Regions from separate parts of the Gossypium hirsutum genome. Here region 2 is linked to region 1. The links are chromatin contacts, called in public Hi-C maps. All regions are on one chromosome and are shown on one strand. Each heading gives the region's core, a stretch centred on a gene start, on an enhancer-like site or on the middle of the called end of the contact. The rest is flanking DNA. Distances are from core to core; before and after follow the strand shown. Region 1 has its middle 15 kb from the start of LOC107901071. Region 2 has its middle 9.4 kb from the start of LOC107901069.

The links. A called contact is a pair of places that touch in the nucleus more often than the background predicts.
Region 2: a Hi-C map of leaf shows a contact between it and region 1, with 2.6 times the contacts expected there. The contact joins two enhancer-like sites. A contact is called at or near these places in 11 of 34 Hi-C or Micro-C datasets (cotyledon, leaf and stem).

The regions. Positions count from the first base shown.
Region 1 is chrD06:14,465,141-14,472,234 of Gossypium_hirsutum_v2.1, reverse strand. No RefSeq gene overlaps it. Among protein-coding and RNA genes, the nearest start is that of LOC107901071, 15 kb to the left of the region's middle. Within about 2 kb of position 1,509, at least 3 of the 9 cell types and tissues checked have an H3K27ac peak or open chromatin away from gene starts, as enhancers often do. A contact at or near this core is called in leaf, where this site is marked.
Region 2 is chrD06:14,500,142-14,507,090 of Gossypium_hirsutum_v2.1, reverse strand. No RefSeq gene overlaps it. Among protein-coding and RNA genes, the nearest start is that of LOC107901069, 9.4 kb to the left of the region's middle. Within about 2 kb of position 3,215, at least 3 of the 9 cell types and tissues checked have an H3K27ac peak or open chromatin away from gene starts, as enhancers often do. A contact at or near this core is called in leaf, where this site is marked.

The DNA of each region.
Region 1 (7,094 bases), core at 260-2,759:
AAGAAACAGCTTTTTGATATTTTTATATAAAAAAGTAAAGGTTTTGCGTGGATTGAAACTATAGGTTAGCAGGTCTTAAAATTAAACCAAAATTACATCATTATAGATTTGTGAAATAAAGGTACAAAATCATCAATTTTGATCGCCAATTCTATCTTTTCTTTCCCATCCTGTAATTAGTAATGTCACGCAACTTCGTTGTTTTCTTTAATACATCCACGCTAGGCATACATATTAGATTTCGTCACACATGAGGTTGTGGGTTTTAATGGTTTTAACTTTTATTTTTACCATTTTTTTCAACTAAGTTTGTACTTGTGACATCAGTTTAATCGGGGGCTTAACTATAGGTGTGATTAATCCTTTTAAGAAAATAAATCTTTTTGGACCTCTAATAATAGAATTGTGGGATTAATGTAAGGTTATGTTATATTACTCTATTTAGTTTATTTGGTTAAGATATATTTGATTAATTAAAAACACATTTTATTAAATTCTTATTATTAATAGAACTTTTTTTGTAAGATTATTTTTTTTATTATACTTTATAGATTAATAAATAAATATACGATGTTGGAATAAATTTATAAATAAAATTAATATACTAATAAATAAAACTCTACAGTAAATATAATAATTATAATTTTAAGGAAAGAGAGATTTCGGCTTTAAACTTGACTTAAATTTTATTTGAGAAAAAAGGACGGAATTAATTAAAATAATAAAAATAAAAGGGAAATTGATCTAAAATTTAATATTTTACTTGTAATCTAAGATAACCTAAGGAATGAGTGGTATTTAGATTACACCCTATCCTCCATCATCTTAACATTATTTGAGAATGTAAGATTAAATCCAAGTATTGTAATCTTATTCCATAATGTGAGATTACATGGTGTAATGTTACATTTGGTTTACCAAACACACTCTTAAGATAATTGTAATTTTTAAAAGGAAAGGTAATATTTTACAAGGTTATAATTATTTTGGTACAATGATGATTCAAACACAAATTAATATTTGGGTAAATGCATACCCGATTAATAGGCTACAACTTAGGTTCTTGATAAGGCTAATGATTATGTGATTCAATTTGTGACGTAAATTCAATCAAATATTTTTATATAATAATGATTAAAAAGTATTTGTATATTTTTGATATGTTTTGTTGTTATTTTATAGTTCATATTTGGGATTCGTGGTTAACAGTGATTTTAAAAAGTGCAAACATGTATTCTGGCTTATTCTATATAAGATTAATATGGAAAAATTAGAAAACAAATATTAATTATATTAAAAAATTGTTAGTGCGTATTGATTAATTAATTTTAAGGTTAAGTCAAATCTAACTTTCTTTATTCATGCACGGGTTGGAAAGTTTGTTGCCAAAGCCGCCAACAGGGGTAGGCTTTTAATTACACAAAATTTGGCATGTGCCACACCACTCCGTCACGATCTAATACTACAACTCTCTCTCCCAAAGAATTCCTAGTGTCCCCAGCAACAGGTTCAACTTGGACCGTCCACGTCCAATCATCCTGCTGCATTACTATATATATTTCATATACTAGCTATAATGCTTTACTGCTTTTAGTATATAAAAAATATTTAAATCCGATTCTTACTTACAATTATGTTGATATATTTTCCAAATTTAAAGAAAAAACTAGTGTTTGTGTAGTCAATAGTGGTCCATAAACACAATAGAGTGACGTGATTGAATATTCTATACTCCCCGTCTTATTTTCCTATCGTATATTGCTACCCAAACCCCATTCATACATAATACCCATTTGGAATATATCCTTTTTCTTTAATGTAAATGAAAATGAGTATTATATTTATATGCATGTATGGTATCACTTAATTTAGACTAGGTTTAGAATCAAAATTTCTAAAATATTTTAACTATAGTGGAATACATGCTGTATTGGAACAATGAGACTCGTAAATAAGACCTTCCTTTTTTCTCACCTTTACGAATTTTTCCTTTTAAAAAAATCAAATCTATTTTTATCTTTTGAATTTTAAAATAATTTTTGGCTTTTAAAAAATATAATTTTAAATTTTTTTATAGGACTTCTTATTAAAATATAAAACTTATTTTTTTGAAGAGTAAGGGCTATACTGCTAAGACTTATTTAGAGCAGTTGTTAAAGCTCTTCCCTAACACCTAGATGACATGAGTTCAAACTTTGTTATTCCCCTTCTCTCTCTCCCAATATTGTAATGATTAAAAAAATGTAGATGTTTATTTAGTGCAATTGCTGATGCTTGTTCAAATAACAAGTTGGGTTGCATGTTAAATCTCGTGGGGCATTCCAAGATGGTCTTTCTTGTACAAATAGTGTGTTATAATGGTGAAAACAAGTAGATGTTTTAGCAGAATGATGGTAATTGATAGAGGGAAGCCCGTTTGGTTTATCCTTTCGTTCTACACGAAGGATCAACAATGACCATGTTGTTAACCTTTGCCATCTATATCAAGTGAGTCTTATTTAGACAAAGATACAGGGAACTAAAAGTTACTTTGCTCCTTAAATTAGTGGGGCGCTACTTAGCTCCCGACTGTTACTATTTAGATGTAGCAAGGCATGTGATTATTGAGCTTTAAGCCTGTTTAATCGATCAAACATTTTTAAAGAGAAAAACATAAATAATAGTGGAAAGTGGGGCAGGTTTATGGAAAGATATTTACCAAGGATGTGAAGGCAAAGGTATAACTGTAAAGTTCCGAGGAAAGCAATAAAAAGGAAGAAAGGGGTGGTTTGGTATGAGAATCGGAAGGCATCACGTGATGGGTTTTTACTTTTTAAGCTGTGGGTTTTGTCCCAATGATACTCACTAACACAACCCAACAAACATATACAGGAAAAAAATTATTATCAAGGAAGGAAAAAAGACAAAAGACAAAAGACATAATATTATTAATGATCACATAAACAAATAATCAAGCAAATGGAATCTACATTAATATGGCTATTGGCACCCCTATCGAAATCTTCTTTTGTTTTTTATTAGGGTTTGGGCAACGCCAATAATTACTGCAAATAGATTTGATTTAAGTGTGAATATCGTGAACAACTTCTCATAAACTATTCTACTACAAGGTTAATGATTGGGCCACATTGTCTCCTCCTTTGGAATGAAAAGCATAGTAATATTTATTTTTATATTATATTTTCTTTCACACTTTGGTATTTAAAATTCTTTTCTCCATTTATTATTTTACCAATTTAACCCTCTTGGAACACTGATAACTTTTGAGATAAAATGACATTAATATATTTAAGCACCAATTCGAAAATAAGTAAAGTTTAAGGGTCAAAGTGCGGTATAAGTCTTTCTTTTATATTTTAATATATATCATATATGGAAATTCATTGGGCCACCGCTGCGATTTGAGATGAATAATTAAATACTTTCAGTCTGCTTTTCATTTTCAATTTAACATAAATTAAATAAAAAAGAAAGTCAAGTTGATTTTATTTGTTGAAAATGAATTGGCAGACGTTTGATATATATATATATATATCACGTGGACGAGTACATAGTTAGAGGGTTTGTGTTCTCATTAATGATAAAACAATTTTAAGTTAAAATTATGAATTAATTGTATAGAATATTTTGACGTAGTTAAACTTTAAACATTTTAATTATATATTTAAATTATTAATGTTATATTAGTAATTTTTTTTATTATTAAATTTATTAATTTAACCGTTAGATGATATGTCAAATCTTATATGGTATAATTTAAATTATAAGTATTGACTTGAATGAAATGGTGGTTAAAACTCTCATTAGACACCTGTTTAACATAGATTCTATTAGAGTAACTACTGTTAGTTACAAGTAGTTATGAATTTAGTTACAAGGTAGTTTTGTTACCTGTTGTAACTACAAATATATGTATGAGAAGTCTTTAGCTTACACATCAAGATCAATGGAATTCATTCCTTTCAGCTCTCTGTTTCTATTAGGGTATCAGAGTTTAGTAATTGTTACTTACTATGTTGATGTATTCTGCATGTATAGGAGATTCTGCAAATGGAAGATTTTTTTTAATCCATTTGCATTTGCATCACAAAAGATAGCAATTTTAGTCGATGACAGTAATTTATTGGCATGGAAACAACATGTAGTGTTGGTTCTTAAAACCCATCACTTGCAATCTTTTATTGATGGAACGATTATCGTGCTGCTGAGAGAAATTGTTGGGGCTGATGGTGTTCCAGTTGAAAATCTGGCTTATGTCCACTATGAATAGCAAGATTCCGTCCTCTGTGCCTTGCTTTTTTCCTCTATTAGTGCTTCACTGCAAAATCAGTTGGTTGGCTGTTCGTCTTCGGTTTTTGAACTTTGGGAAACCCTAACACAGATCTTTGGCAGTCAACCCACCACCAAATCCATGCGATATAGATATTTACTTCACAGTTTTAAGAAGAAAGATATGCCAATGTCTGCTTACCTGAAAAGGATTAAACACCTTTGTGATTCTTTGCAGGGTGTGGCCAACTAGTGTTTTTGCAGGAGCATCAATCGCCTGTTTTGAATGGGCTTCCATCGGCATATGACCATGTGGTCTCTATCGTTACAACAAACAGAGTTTATTTTTATTTACAAGGAATCTTGATGGCTCTTCTAGATGTAGAGGCTCATTAGTAAGCTCATTTGTCACAAGTCGTGTTGTTCTCGACAAATCTTGAGGTGGACAGCAAATCATATGAATCATCGTCGTCAGATCTTTCCACGTACGCTGGTCACCGCAACCTTAGGTGTTCTAGTCTGGTCGTGGCTACAAAGGTTCTTGTAGGCAATCTAGAGGAGGCACATGATCACAATGTCAAATATGTGACAAGTTTAGGCATGTTGCCCACCATTGCTATCATAGATATGATGCGATGTAAGATGAAAATGAGGGTGAGAATGTTAACCTTAATTTGGGGTCAGATGGGTCAAGTCAATTGGGTTATGTTTTTCGTCGGCCCACTTCACAAACAAGTCATAGGCCTATTTTTTGCATATATGTGTTTAGCTGAAAATGGGCTACTTGTTTCACCTTTATTTGGATTGTGTGGATCTTAAGTGTCTGGGTAATTTGGATTTAAGCAGTATGGGCTTCTTAATCAGACGTATTCATCTTCTAGGTTTGTTAATACCCATTTCTCATGTTGGTAAGTCTGTTTTATCTTATGGATCTCACTCTTTTTTGTTTAAAGATTTATTGTATGTACCTACCATTCACAAAAATCTCTTATCTGTGTCGAAATTTGCCAAAGACAATAATGTGTATTTTGAGTTTTATCCCACTTGTTGCTTTATAAAGGATCTAGCAACTCGTCGAATATTGCTTCGGGGCAATGAGGTAAATGGGATTTATCAGTTTGCTTCTAGTGCATCTGAGCTGGCATTGACTGTTGAAAGTTCATTGACGAATGGTGGTGATGTGGTGTGCAAGGATCTTGAGGGAGATTACATGCTCGAGTTAAGCATGTTGAACTTGATTTGCATTTTGTGCATGTTAAGGTTCTTAGTGAGCAACTTCAAGTTAATCATATATCTGGAAGTGATCAAATAGCTGATGTACTTACCAACCCATTAACTATAGGAGTGTTTTCTCATTGTCGTGATAGGATGAATGTGCTTGTAAAAGCCCGTTTTTAGTGAAATCAGAATAGTGGTTTTGGGACCATAAATATGATGAGTAAATATTTATTTTATTATTATTTTAGTTTCTATGGAATAATAGTAAGCTCGTATAAAAATTTCGTTAAGAAATTTTGACGTTTGCATGCTTAATTAAGTGAAAAGGACTAAATCGTAAAAGGTGTCAAAGTGGAGTTCTAGTAGTTAAAGGTATCCAAAAGCCATGAAACTTTAATATAAGAGGACTTAGATGGTAATTAGAACATTATTATTATTAGTGGACATTTATGGACATAAATTAGATGATTTTTATGTTAAAAGATAAGGTTAATTAAGTAATTTAATTAATAAGTTAAAGTTAAAATAATAAAAACAAAAGTGTCATCTTCCTAATTTCCATCTTCCATCGAGATTGATATTGGAGAAGCCATGTTTAGGGTTTGAAATCTTCGGTCACTTGTTTAGCTTGTATGTAAATGAAAATTCATCTCGTTTTTAATGATTTCTATGTTTTTGAAGTTGTTGTAGCTTAATCTATCTACCCCAGTGACTAATTTGCAAAATTGTTAAAGTTTTAGGGTTTTTCCATGAGCATGTTTACTTGTTTCTTGAAATTTAATGAAAGATTATGAGTCATTATTATTAAATAAACAAGTTTTGTAAAGGGATTTTTGATAAAATTATCATTTAGGGGCTTTTTTGTTAAAGAAGTAAAATACCATGATAAATTTGTAAAATGATGATTTGTATGGGTTGATATAAGTCCCTAGGTATTTCGACTAGCATGAAATGGGGATGAAATTGCATATATTTTAATTTATGAGCTTAAGGACTGAATTAAAGGTGATCATGGGTTGGGCTACCCGGCCCATTCTGCCGGCCCGCTTGAAAAATGAGAGGGTTTGGATAAAAATATAGGCCTAAAATATGGGTTTGGGCAAAAAACGAGGCCCGTTTAGAAAACGGGTCGAGCTTCAGGTAAAATTTTTTTGACCCAGCCCCGGCTCGGCCCGAATTATATCTTATATATTTTTTATTTTTAATCAAATATATATTTTATATATATTTAATATGGGTCGGGCCGGGCCAGGCCAGGCTCGGGCTTAGCAATTTTCTTTCAGGCCGGGCTTGGACAAATTTTTAGGCCCATATTTTAGGTTGAGCCTGGGCCTAGAAAACGGGCCTAAGATTTTGTCTGGGTCTGACCCGAACCCAGCCTAGCCCGACCCATGATCACCTCTAGACTAAATTGTAAAGAGGTTAAAATATGAGGGGCAAATGTGTAATTTTGAAAAGTATGAATTTGGACTAAATTGAATAGTATGAATATTAAATGGATTAAATTCGATTATTTAAATCAAGATAAACCTCGTACAGATCTAGATCGAGGAAAAGCTAAATCTTCGGATTAGTTGATCTTATTTCGACATCTTTATAATCGAGGT
Region 2 (6,949 bases), core at 1,966-4,465, 33 kb before region 1:
ACTAAAAAGTAAGATGAATCATATTTTAACTATTAAAATCGATGATGGGTCTTAGGGTGAGTTTGGATGGGTGATTGGGTACGGTGCGGTGCGTTTAGCGTACTTTTGTCTCACGCTACAGTATCGCTACAATATCTAATCTCACCGCCACCGCTATTTTTACACTAATCGCAGATAAACACACCCCCCATCCAAACCCACCCTTAGTGTTATGATGAGCACCGCTTACAAGATATGACTCTTACTTTTTTCTAAGACCTATATTCTTCTGATACGTGGATACGAGGTACTTTTCCTTTGATAGGTAAATATTCTAAATTGGATTTCTTATATTCTTGATTCTCTTGTTATGGAAGTTTCTAACGGGAAATCCAGAAAAGCTTTTTTTGATATGGGACCATAGAAAGCTTTGAGATCGGATGACTTACATGCTATTTTTTTTTCCAAATCAATGGCATGTGGTTGAGCATTCGGTTTGCAAATGGGTGAGACGTATCTTTTCAGGTTGATCCATGGATCACAACGTTAGCAAGACGCTTTTGGTTTTGATCTCCAAAAGCCAAAGTTCGAACACTATTAATTAATTTCGTCTGATCAGCTTTTGTAATTTTCTTTAAAAGTTGGTGATAAAATTAATCGCCAATCGATTCAAACCTATCTTTTCGAAGTTGATTGCGTCTAATTAAGTCATTTTTATAGCTAGACGAAATATAATAGACAACATCCTTATAGCTCAAGAAATTATTCATTCTATGCGAATTAAGAAAAAGAAGAAGTGTTGGATAGCTATCAAATTAGCTTTTTCTTCATTAAAAGTTGCAATCAGATCGACCAACAAAGGATCTTTTGTTCTCTCTATCACAATCAACAAAACAAGGACTTTACAAATCTAAACTAAAAATTTCTAAACCTCTTTACTTTTTGTTTATTTAATTGTTTAAATGAATTAGAAAGTGAGTGAGCTTTGTTTGATTATGATGAATAGGAACTAAAATTCTTGGGAAATTGGTTAATTGAAGTGTTTGAGTAATTAACTTAAGATTTAGGGCTTAAACCGAATAATTGGACTAAATTGAATAGAAATCAAAATTTGGAATTGACAACTCTAGAAATCAAAATTTAGACAATGAAGAGCAAATGAGACCTTATTGTGTAAAAATTCAATTGTCCCTTTTAGTTTAAGTAGATTGAAAGATAAATTGGTCTAAATTACTGATTAGGTAAAATTATAGGCCGAAAGGTATTAATTAATCTAATTAGGTAATTATGTTTTTAAAATCATTAATCTGAATGTATTAATTATACGAGCTTTGCTACAATGTCGTGAAACTATCGTATGACCTCTTCATTGAATTTTTTGCTTCTTGTTCCTAGCCAAAACTCTAAAACATATTAATTAGAACTGTTGATGGACTCAGACCACCTTCCTCTACATCGAAAAACCGAGCATATAACTTTACTACAACATTCCTAGTTGAGAAATGCGCATTAAGCATTAACTTAACATTCCGAATTGCCATTTAGCTCAAATGCATCATATCTTATAGGGTTCATTGACGTTAGGTATCTATATTTCAATATCTAAATTCTCATCCGGCTTGAATCTGAGACTTTTATTCTAACTCTTGACAAAAGCTCGTTTAGTTCGATGCTCTTGCTGGAAGCCAAATCTGTAGATTGGGTAGATACAAAAATGACCACGATGTTGATGTCATGAATTTGACCATCATAATAAATAAAATTTTTTTACTCATCTTTGCCATAAAAACCTATTTCATAAGTTTAATAAAAAATAAATACGATAATATTATACAAAAAATAAATACTTATTAATCAAATTTAAACAAGGGAATAACAAGAAGTAATTATTTACTTACTTGAAATAAATTAGTTTGTTGGGCCAATATTCCAACTTTTGTTACAACAACTACGAACTTTCTTCGAGCAAACGTATAAAACAACTTCAAATTTTTAACATCAACAATATTCTCCTCTGCATGCAAATCTTCAGTTCAAAATTTAATTTGGAAACCCTCTTCATATCATCTTCATTTTATAGGAAAACTCTACCATCAGATATGAAACGTTTTTCAAAATGTTGGAAAAGATTGGACATGACTACGCACAAATAAGAAAAACGTTTTTTTGTTATAACCATGCTTTTGAAAAATTCAGCCCGAGATTCTACATCCATTTTACACAAACTCTTCCATCTGATGGAAAAGACGAGACAATTTAAGAAAAAGTTCAAATTGACAAGTTATTTTGGGATTCTCAAGATAAAAACCATTACAATTTTCTCGATTTTTTTAAAATTTCGACTTGACGACCATATTATTTCCTTTTTTTTTATCCAACGTCCTTAATTTAAACCTAATTTTACCTGCTTGACAGTTGCTGACATGGCAAGCCTATAGGGTGAGCTTTTGCCTTGTAGGCCCACCACGTTAATGAAGACATGTTCAATAGGGCACGCTTTCACCACATTTACATTAACACCCCCAAAATCAACCTATTTCCTAATTTTTTTAAAAATCGGTCCAATTCCTTAAATTTCATTTTAAATCGACATATTTTCCTAATTTATCTAATAATTTTTTACATCAAAATAAACATGCAAATTTTATATCAAGGTGGCAAATAAAGTCTTGACTCAATGATAAGATTGAAATCCTAGAAATTTTATGATTTCAACTCGAGGTTAATTAATTAATTGGAGTTGAGCTAGTTATTTAATTTAGTACTTATAATGATTGATTATATTGAAATTGGTAAAACTTCAAAAAAAAAATGCATTAAGGTGAGAGAAAAGATTTAATAGAATTAAACATTTGGATGTGATACCAACAGACTTAAAACTCACACAAAATTAACTTTTACTCGTATATTTTATTTGATTGGATTAATTTCATTTTAAAGTATTTCTTTTCATAATTGTATTTGTATATATTATTATTTAAATTGTTATCACAAATCAATTGAGTCTCAACTCAAATATAAAATTATCAAAAATTCTTTTGTTTTAGGAAAATAATTATATTATAAAATTTGAATCCAAAGCATATTAGTGCTAATTCTTTATTGATGTTACAGTTAAAAAGTGGATTAGAGAAGTGTAATATTAGCATTAAGAGGGGGGAGCAGGTCAATACATGGGTTGTGCTGATCCAGATTCAGTCCAAAGAAGAGAAATATTTAATGCTTTGGTCCAAGGTAATTTATTGGGTCCAAAGTAATCCAAGTTGCAAAAGAAAGTACTTGTGATGGTAAACCAGCTTTGAGTAGATGGAGACTCCTATGGGCTTGTTTGTGGATGCAAACAAATGGCTATCCTGCATCAGGGCTCTATGAAAGTTCTGAAAACAACCCAAATTATGGCACCCTAAAAGCTTAATGAAGACAAAAATTAAAAAAAAAAGTAGTAGTAGTAGTAAAAGGGGATTAAAGCTTAGGTTGTGCATTTAACAGAGTAAAGACTTACACTTTCAGAAAATTAATAAAGTTGGAAAAGTGATACAGAATTGGAAATTAGCTATGATTTTGAATTTTAAAAATTCAATCTGAAATAATTTTAATTTTAATTGTACATTATAAAAGAAAAACTAAAAAATGCTTTTAAAGTTAGAATTACCCATATTCCTCTTCAACATTTAAATAGGAGGATAAAAGATAGGAATTGTATAGAAATAAAAACTTACATACTGTTAAACCCGTAAGTTGATAGTGGAGAATAAAAGGTTGATGACAAAACATGCAGGGAATTTTAGCCACAAATGATGTATACTTAAATAAATTTATATAGTTTTAGTTATTTATTGAGAGAAAGGTGTGCTTGAAAATTTTCTTCTTTATTTCACTTCATTTTCTAAATTCGTAAAGTAGGTAAGATATGAGAATGTAGATCATAGATCATAGTTCATAGCTACCCATTTTTCTATTTCATGAATCTAGCAACTTATCAATCGAGTTCAATACTTTTTAAGTAAAATCTGGAATTTTCAAGATTATTGTGATTAGGTAAATTAGTGTTTGGAGAATTTTATTCCTTTATCTAAAACTTAGGAGAATAGTTGGGGGAGACAGACCCAACCCCGCCTCAATTTTCTTTTAAATTATGGGATTTTTTGTAAAAAACTTTTTTTTTATAAAATTTGCATCTTAGTTTTTAGGACTTTTAAATTATTCTATTTTTTATTTCACCCAAAAAAATATTATTCTATTATTTAAAAATTTTAAAATATATTTAACCTCTCAAAAAAAAATTCTTAATAAATTTAGTGCAATAAATCTGATAACATTTTTAATTATACATTATTTATTACTTTTATCTTAATTCTTTTACATCTTTGATTAAATTAGTTATTTTATTAGTAATATTTTTATTCTATGCTTAAAAAAACTAAACTATTAATATATTTATTACAAATTAGATATTGGAATTAATTTTGTAAATATGTATGGTAGTTTTTGTGTATATCTATTTTCTTTTAATTAGGAGATTAGATGCTAAAGTTTAGGAGATAATATTTTGGTTTAATTAGGAGATTAGATGCTAAAGTTTAGGAGATAATATTTTGGTTTCTATCTTTGTATTTTACTGTGTATATATGTTCTTGATTTTGGGAAGAATGAAACACAGAGGAAATTCCCACAATTCTTGTTATTTTTTCATGGTATCAGAGCAGGTTTTGAACGTGTAAAGTTTTGCTAATGGTTGGTGGGAAAGGTGATTCCGGTCACAAATTCGACGAAGGGGCGATTGTGCGAAAAATGATTTCTCCGTAAGGTATAACCTCGCTTGATAATCCTGGACTTGCAATCACTCAAGTACAATTGAAAGGGGAAAACTATGAAGAATGGGCTCGTTCTTTCCGAACGGCGTTGCGTGCTAGGAAGAAGTTCAGATTTATTGACGGATCGCTTAAAAAACCAGATGATACATCAGACGACATTGAAGATTGGTGGACCATTAACTCATTGCTAGTTTCGTGGATTCGGAATACCATTGAACCAACTCTTCGATCCACCATATCTCATGTCGAGGTGGCTAAGGATTTGTGGGATGATATTCGAGAGAGATTTTCAATGGCCAATGGTCCAAGAATCCAACAACTCAGATCTGATCTTGTAGAATGCAAGCAAAAAGGATTAACTATTGTCAATTATTTTGGAAAATTGAAACTGATATGGGATGAATTGGCGATTTTTGATCAATTGCTGACTTGTAAATGCGGGAATTGTACTTGTCAATTATCAGCCGAGTTGGAAAAGTGACGAGAAGAGGAAAAAGTTCACCACTTCTTGATGGGATTGGATGGGACATATAGCACGGTTAGAATTGTACTTGTCAATTATCAGCCGAGTTGGAAAAGCGACAAGAAGAGGAAAAAGTTCACCACTTCCTGATGGGATTGGATGGGACATATAGCACGGTTAGATCTAGCATCTTGGCTAACGATCCGTTGCCATCCTTGAGCAAGGCTTATTCGATGGTTATTCAAGAAGAACGAGTGAAAACCATATCTCGTGAGATGGAAGATCGCTCCGATGTGATGGCTATGGTAGTGCAAAGTCGAGGTCATGGAGAAAGTAAGGAGAAATGGGGGGGTTTGTTCTCATTGCAAACAACCTAGACATGATATTGATAATTGTTTTGCTATTATTGGTTATCTTGAATGGTGGGGAGATCGACCCCGAGGAACTATGAAGGGTGGAAGCCGTGGCAAGAATTTAGGCCAACGTCAATCAAACAGTCGAGGACGAGGGGGGCAGCGAGCTAATGTTGTCCGGACCCACACAGGGGGAGTATCGTCTTCAAATGATAACACTGATGATTTGAAGCAAACACTTTGCCTGGGCTTAGCAATGAACAGTGGCAAGTTTTGCTCCAAACCTTAAAGGGTATGAGATTAACTACGATTGAGAAGATGACGGGTAAGAAATTGTCTTGGATTATTGACACAGGAACGTCAAATCATATGACGGGTAATCTAAAATTTTTACATAATATTCATAAAATTCCTAATTTTCCCGTTGGGTTACAGGATGGGAGTGAATTTGTGGCTACTTTGGAAGGATCTGTTGCTATTGGAGGAGATTTATTGTTGCGAAATGTTCTATTTGTGCCGAATTTGGCATGCAATCTTATCTCTGTGTCACAACTTATGAAAAATGATTCTTGCTTTATATAGTTCACTGAAAAATTATGTGTTATACAGGACCGTACCTCGAGTATGCTGATTAGAACGGGTGAACAAAGGGATGGACTCTACTACTTTCGAGAAATTCCAAGGATCAAGGCAATGAGGGTGACCACTGGTAACTCGTTAGAAATGTGGCACAAGCGGTTAGGTCATCCATCTATGCAGATGACGAAACTTGTTTCGAAGGTAGATAGAGATAGTAGGGATGAGATTTTGAATAAATGTTGTGATGTGTGCCTTCGAGCAAAACAAACTAGAGAAGTTTTTTTCTTTAAGTGAACATCGTGCAGTTGATATTTTTGAATTAATACATTGTGATTTATGGGGTCCTTATAACACTTTATCTACTTGTGGAGCATCATATTTTCTGACAATAGTTGATGAGTTTTCAAGGAGTGTGTGGATTTTCTTGATCCACAATAAATCTGAAGTACTTTCAATGTTTAAAAATTTATTCTCTATGATCAAACGATAATTTGTTAAACAAGTAAAGATGGTACGTAGTGACAACGGGAAAGAATTTACTTGCATAAAGAATTATTTTGTGGAACATGGTATTATTTTCCAATCTTCATGTACCGGCACTCCACAACAAAATGGGAGAGTCGAAAGAAAACATAGGCACATCTTAAATGTTGCGCGTGCTCTTAGATTTCAAGGATCACTTCCTATCAAGTTCTGGGGTGAGTGCATTTTGACTGCAGGTTACCTAATTAATCGAACTCCCTGTTCGGGTTTAAATGGAA